2 separate regions of the Sus scrofa genome follow, and region 2 is linked to region 1. Evidence: chromatin contacts called from public HiChIP or PLAC-seq data. All regions are on one chromosome and are shown on one strand. Each heading gives the region's core, a stretch centred on a gene start, on an enhancer-like site or on the middle of the called end of the contact. The rest is flanking DNA. Distances are from core to core; before and after follow the strand shown.

The links. HiChIP or PLAC-seq counts read pairs in DNA pulled down with a chosen protein or histone mark.
Region 2: an H3K27ac HiChIP or PLAC-seq map of alveolar macrophages shows a contact between it and region 1. The contact joins two enhancer-like sites. A contact is called at or near these places in 1 of 47 Hi-C or Micro-C datasets (embryonic fibroblasts) and 1 of 2 datasets of contacts at active chromatin or transcription factors (alveolar macrophages).

The regions. Positions count from the first base shown.
Region 1 is chr1:39,857,907-39,861,052 of Sscrofa11.1, reverse strand. All of the region lies in intron 3 of SMPDL3A (acid sphingomyelinase-like phosphodiesterase 3a), which reads left to right. Among named protein-coding and RNA genes, the nearest start is that of SMPDL3A, 9.7 kb to the left of the region's middle. Within about 2 kb of position 1,317, at least 2 of the 83 cell types and tissues checked have an H3K27ac peak or open chromatin away from gene starts, as enhancers often do. A contact at or near this core is called in alveolar macrophages, where this site is marked.
Region 2 is chr1:40,653,122-40,656,529 of Sscrofa11.1, reverse strand. No RefSeq gene overlaps it. Among named protein-coding and RNA genes, the nearest start is that of GJA1, 350 kb to the left of the region's middle. Within about 2 kb of position 1,554, at least 7 of the 83 cell types and tissues checked have an H3K27ac peak or open chromatin away from gene starts, as enhancers often do. A contact at or near this core is called in alveolar macrophages, where this site is marked.

The sequences.
Region 1 (3,146 bases), core at 68-2,567:
TATATTCTTCCTCAGTTTCTCCTTTCTTTTGAATAATTTTGTTCATTTGAATTTCCATGTTCAGGTTAGTAAAAAAGGTTAATGTTAACAAGTGTTTACAATTTGTCAGAATTTCTATTGGGTATACTATGCTACCCATACTCTGATCTAAGCTAGATTGTGATTAAAAACAAAAGCATAGCAAATTATCATAAGAACCAATGTTCAAGATGTAATTCAAGGTAGAGATTGCGTTCAGAATATTTAAGGCTTGAGAGAACCCAGGCTTCACCCTACTAGAACAGCTGTTTATTAAGCAGACTGTGTATTACAAACAGTTGGATACCAGCCCTGGTTTCAGGAATCTGCTATCGTAGTGTAGAATCTTAGATTTGTACGTATTCAGGAAATCTTAGAGACTATTGTTTTGTGCAGGGCTTGGCAAACCATGGCCTGTAGTCCAAATGTGCCCTGACACTTGTTTTTGTAAATAAAGTTTTATTGGGACACAGCTGTGGCTATTCTTTCTGCTTTGCCTGTGGCTGCTTTTGCACTGTAATGGCAGAATAGGATGGTTGCCACAGTGACTGTATGGCCCCAAAGCCTGAAGTGTTTATTTGATCTTTTATAGAAAAAGTTTTCTGATTCCCTAATCTAGATCAACTCATCATTTTACAAATGAGAAAACTGAAGCCCAGAAATATGAAGTTGCTAGTTCAAGTGCTCATGGTCACTTATTTAGTGGCAGAGCCCACATCCTGGGTCTTTTGGGTTCAGCTAAACAAATTTCCTCTCACACACATCCTTTGCTCTTGCCAGACTGACCTATTAATGTTTCCTGAACATGGTATTTACTTTCATGCTTGTCGTTGCCTATGTTTTTCTTTTTGTTTAGAATATCTTTTCCATCTCACATCAAAAGGATGCTTAATGAGGGTTTTTTTTTTTTCCCCTTTTTTTTGGCCATCCTGAGGCACATGGAGTTCCCGGGCCAGGGATCAGATCTGAGCCACAGCTGTAGCTACACGGGATCCTTAACCCATTGCTGGGGCAGGCCAGGGATTGAACCTGTGACCAGGGCCTGCAGAGATGATGCTGATTGTACCATATGATCCCATTTTACCATAGCGGGAACTCCATGAGGGTTTTGATTATATTGGTTAATCTAACCTGAATACAGTGACTTTGAAAAGTTGTATTCTAGGACAAGCTCAAGTTTCAACTGACTTCTTGGCCCTGGGCCTCTAGTCTTGAGATGAACAGTATGGGAGTCTTTGTGAGTCAGCCTCTCAACTGGTGGTCAGTTTTTGTTACAACTGAGATGTCAGCCCACACAGGGCAGAGGTTTCGGGAACCGACAGTCTCCAGGAGCTGGAAGTTACACACAATGTGGAAGTTGTGCACAATGTGGAAGTTGAGCACAATGTTTTCATATGCTTTAGGTGCCAGGCAGACTGGCATAATGGAAAAACATGTGGGGTTTAGAGTCACATTTACTAGAACTAAAAAAACCTGTCCTACCCTGCTTCTAATAGCTTGAGCAACTTGGACAGTAATTCACGTAACCAACCCTGATCATTTGTAAACTTGAAAAGCCTTAGGGAAAGTTAGTGATACTATAAGGAAAGGGCATAGTTTGCTACTTGCACATGATAAGCCCTCAGTAAGTGGAGAGGTGGTTATTGTAGCATTAAGCAATGACATGGGATCTGTGTTTCCCAACACCATTTAGGATTTCTTTCTTTCTTTCTTTCTTTCTTTTTTTTTTTTGCTTTCTTAGGGCCACACCCACGGCATATGGAGGTTCCCAGGCTAGAGGTTGAGTCAGAGCTACAGCTGCCAGCTTACCCTACAGCCACAGAAACGTGGGATCCACCTGAGTCTGCAACCTCCACCATAGCTCACAGCAGCACCAAATCCTTAACCCAGTGAGAGAGGCCAGGCATCGAACCCACGACCTCATGGTTCCTAGTCAGATTCGTTTCTACTTTGCCACAATAGGAACTCCCGTTGTTTTTGTTTGTTTGTTTCATTTTATTTTTATCTCTGCTATTTTTTCAAAGCCAAAGATATAGATGCACTATAACTTCTAAAATATATCCTATTATAGGTACAGCTAGGATGAATTGGGCAGCCTGTATTCCTTAAACAGTTAATTTTTTCTCTTTCTAGCTTATGCTCTTATATCTGAAAATCTTCTTTCTCTTATTCTCCTGCCATCCTTCCACCTCAGTTACTACAAATGTCAACTGTAATTTGAAAGTCCCACAACAAATTCTCCTAGAGACTCATATCTGAGATTGAATTCTGGTGAACGTATAGTAACAAATAAATTGGGTGTGTCATGTCTCCATTAAAACACCATAAACATGTACCTAAACAAAGCTGCATAAACATACAAATACAGACACAAGACCCTACCTGTTACATCAGAAGGAGATATTTGTGTGGATAGCCCAGGAATTTCTTCCCATTGCTGCTCAAGAAAGTGTTCTGGGCTGGAGACCTCTTGTACTCCTGCTCTGGTGAGGCCACCAAACTGGGGTTGTGGTCAGTTCCCATTATTTCTCAGCAATTTCTCAGCAGCGATCATGTCACAGCCAAAAAGGATTGAGATTATAGCATGGTACAAAAATAATTGGATCTAAGAGTGATGGAAGAAAGACTTGAGATTCAGCCCAGCTGCCCTTGGATTAATCACCTAATTTCACTAGTGCTCATATTTCCCACCTTTAAAATAGAGAAGAAAGTCTAGAGTAATGTTTCTATAAAAGATTCTATATATGCCAGTATCTTGGCATCCATCCCAAAGTAAACAAATGGCTAAGATTTCAAGTTTTCGAGGATGCTGATTACCAATTTTTAATCAGAATTTAGATTAGCTTAAGCCACTGTGTAGTTTTCAGACAGATGATTCTGATCTCTGCCACAAATTGAAAATATACTTTGGATAATTAGTTTCAGTTAAAAGAAGTCATTTGTTTATTTCTTGCCCTGAATGTATTTATGTTTTCATCATGCATTATTAGGCATATGTATTAGGAACTAATGTGACTTGGGTGTCATCTTGAAAGGAAATCAGTGTTTTAATTAATGATGACATTCTTCTTCAGTGTCTTTAAGAAATAGATCTGTGTCACCAATGTACAGAAGAAGTGAGCAGAGTG
Region 2 (3,408 bases), core at 305-2,804, 800 kb before region 1:
CTCAGATTCATGTCATGGATTACAGAGTGAGGGTCCCTTAGACCTACACTTCCCCTCAGGAGAATTTACAGTGATGATTTTACTGATTTTCTGTAATTCTGAGATGTCAAATGACTAGAGATGGAAAGAGCAGGACAATTTGATGATTTAGAAGAAGAAACAAAGAATAATGGGGAAAAAGTTACCCTTCACCTCTTGAGTTGTTTCCAGTTTAGAATCCTGGAATTCCTTAGAGTTCAGGGCTGACTTCTGGTACACAGCACACCCCCTTGTTTTTCCTTTCCACTAGCAGCCCACTTTTGCAATCTCTGCCCTCACTCTGCACAGACAACCACTTCCTGGCTGCTCCACCCCTTGGATCTAGAGTTGTACACACCAGTCGTGTGGTCAGCATTTTTGGAGTCTAGCCAAAGGAAGTGGCCTATGTAGGGAACATGAAATTCTCTGGTGTCTGGAGTGTACTCTGGAAGGGTAAGCAAAAGCCTGTGGCTTGGTCCTATAGATTCCTCATGCCACTGGGAGAAAGAAAGCTGAGCAACAGCCCAGTGGGGTCCTAACAGCTAGTTCTGTGAGTAGAGGCATCTCCTGACAAGGTATAAGGGTGGTACTGAAGTGAAGACTATCTAGGAGACAGCAGAGAATAGCACTGTGTTATCATTAAATAGGGAGGATTTTAATAGAACAAGAGGTGAGAAAATGTTTGGAGAAACTATAAAGTCTGTACTTAATAGAATGGGAGCCCTATAGGACAAAGTGGGACAACATAGACAAAAAGCTACAGACGGAAGTAAATATAAATTAGGGGTAAATATTAGCTCATAATCTCATTTCCTCCCCCTCTGCCTTTCTTGGCTCCCTATACCTGGACACAGTTGTTCCTTACCTTAGAATCACACTCACTTCTCTTTCCTAAATATGCCTTTTCCTTGCTGTCTACAATAGGCTTTGAAAGAAGACATTTCTAGATTCAAGTCCTCCTTCTTTCATTAATTATTTATATAGCCATCAGTAATTTGGGTGGCAAGATTTCATTTCTCATAGACCTGAGATTAAGATGGGTTACCAGGTTTATTTGAGGAGAGTGAGAGAGTTGATAGCTAGAAATGCAAAAGCAGAAGATACCGAGATACAACCAGATATTTATCAGAATTTCCCATGAAAGCTTTGTGCTATAGTATATAGAGCCTGTTTTGTCAAGAACCTTGCAATTGCTAGAGACTTAACTGACACAATCTATTAGAAGTATGGAGAGAGAATTTATTTCAGCCATAACTACTTTCCCAAATAATTTATCAGTCATCTGTTTTCCTCTACCTACCACAGGTAGAGCCCTCCAGAAGCAGAGGCTAAGATGGAGCTCAGAGTGCAAGCTGTTACCTGTGATGGGAAAGGCAAAGGGAGAAGTGAAACCATGATGCAGGTCCTGCTAAACCTCAACCAACCCCCTGAGTTAATATTCTGCATTGACCATGAGGTCTTTCCCAAGACTGGTCAAAATGGCTGGTCTTGATAATGTTGCACAGTCACTAATGTGGGCTGAATCATAAGGGCATGTCCTCAGGTGAGGCAACTCTGTCAGATGAGGCAGACTCTGAAGAAGCTGATGGCTAGAGGCCATCGGATGGCCACACTCCCCGCAGCTGGGCATCCAGTCCTTCCCTGAAGAGAAACCTACACAGCACATCTCCATGTCAACATCAACATCTTTGACTCTGCTTTCTTTCTTAAGGGCTGGCTTCATTCCAGGGCTTTTCTAAAGTTATGATGAATGTGTTCACCAAAAATTTGAGACTTATGTTTTACCACCAGGACAGCTTTAGAGGAAGAATTTCCTTTACAAAAATTCCAGTTAAGGTCCTGAGATTGGATATTATCAGTTTGGCTTGGGGTCATGAGCTCACTTCCAGCACCAGGGTCCAAGGTTAGCCTCACCTCTACCAAATGGACTGAGAGCAGGAGTGACAAGATTCCCTCAAGGCACATCATGATACTGTGGCCCAACAGAGTGTGTTGGCGAGCAAGAGATAGATGTCTTTTTCCCTGCTGTAGGCCTGAATACTCATGCACCCTGGAGGCTTTCCAGAGTGGTCTGGGGCTCCCCAAAGAATTATGGGACTGCACTTAATTCCAGGTAGAAGATCTCAAAGGATGTCATTAACATTCACAGAAACCCTCATTATTTTAGAAGACATGACCTTGAATTCTCTCTAAATAAAAAAAAATTCATAATATTGTAATGTAAAATTATTACAAATTCCCCTTTCCCTTTCTACAAATTGTACCAATTTTATAAAGCACCATTTGCTTTGCTTTTATTTGTGATAGTGTGGAGAATAACTGTGGTATTCTGCTCCATACTGAATGGAAAAGTAGCACAAGAACACAGTACAAAGAGTCTTTCATGCTGCAAAGACGCGTACTCCCCTCGGCACGGAGAACCTCTACCACTGGGACTGAAAAACTGCAAGTCTGTGAAAAGAAAGAGATTTCCACATTCAGAAATACTTCATACATTTAAAGCAGGATCAGTTTTGTGTGTGTGTGTGTGTGTGTGTGTGTATTGACACGCATTTTGTGTGTGGGTCTATGCATGTACAGATGTTTAAATTTTTATTTACAATCTCTTTGTTGGGTTTATGAAAGTTTTTTCCTCTTTGGAGTGCTGAGTTTCTTTGTCTTAGATAGAGTAAACCAGGGCTTATACTCTGAGGCACATATCAATGCAGCCACACTTTTATTTAATATTGAAATATTTTTCTACCGGTTAGGAAATAGCGTGACAGTAAATGTGCTAAGTACTCAAATTAATGAATTTCAGCACATGGGGTTTTTCTCAGAAACCACACACCACTGTAATTCCAAGGTTTAACTTTTTTTTTTTTTTTTTGGTCTGGCACCAGAGCACAGATCTAGAAATCCTGCTGAAGAGATCCTTCTATTTCTTTCAAGGGCTGAGGAATTTCTTTGGGGTTCAAATGTCCTTGGCTGGGAGAAGGGAGCTCACACAATCTTGTTGAAGAGAAACATGGTGATGGTTGAAGGGTTCGGGAGAAGTCTGTGACATAGGCAGCACAAGTGGGACTTAACTTTCAGACTGTGGTAATGGCCTCTCAGGTGCAATCAGGTAAATACGCTTTACTGGAAAACTTATTCCCTGGAAGTACTGTACCCTGTGAAGTGGTTTCTGAGGAGGAGCTCTTCCTGGGATCCCATTCGAAGGTCACAAGACTGTGAAATGCAGAAGTGACAGTGAGGGCCTCACCTCTGACCCCTCACCCCTTCCCACAGCCAGTTCTCCCCGGGGAGAAACTGCACGATGCCCTGGCCCTTCTATGCCCACCTCGGCTGGTTCTACAGCTTTCCAAGCATTGGCACTTGCTGAGCCTGGCAGCGATGGCCCTTTATGTC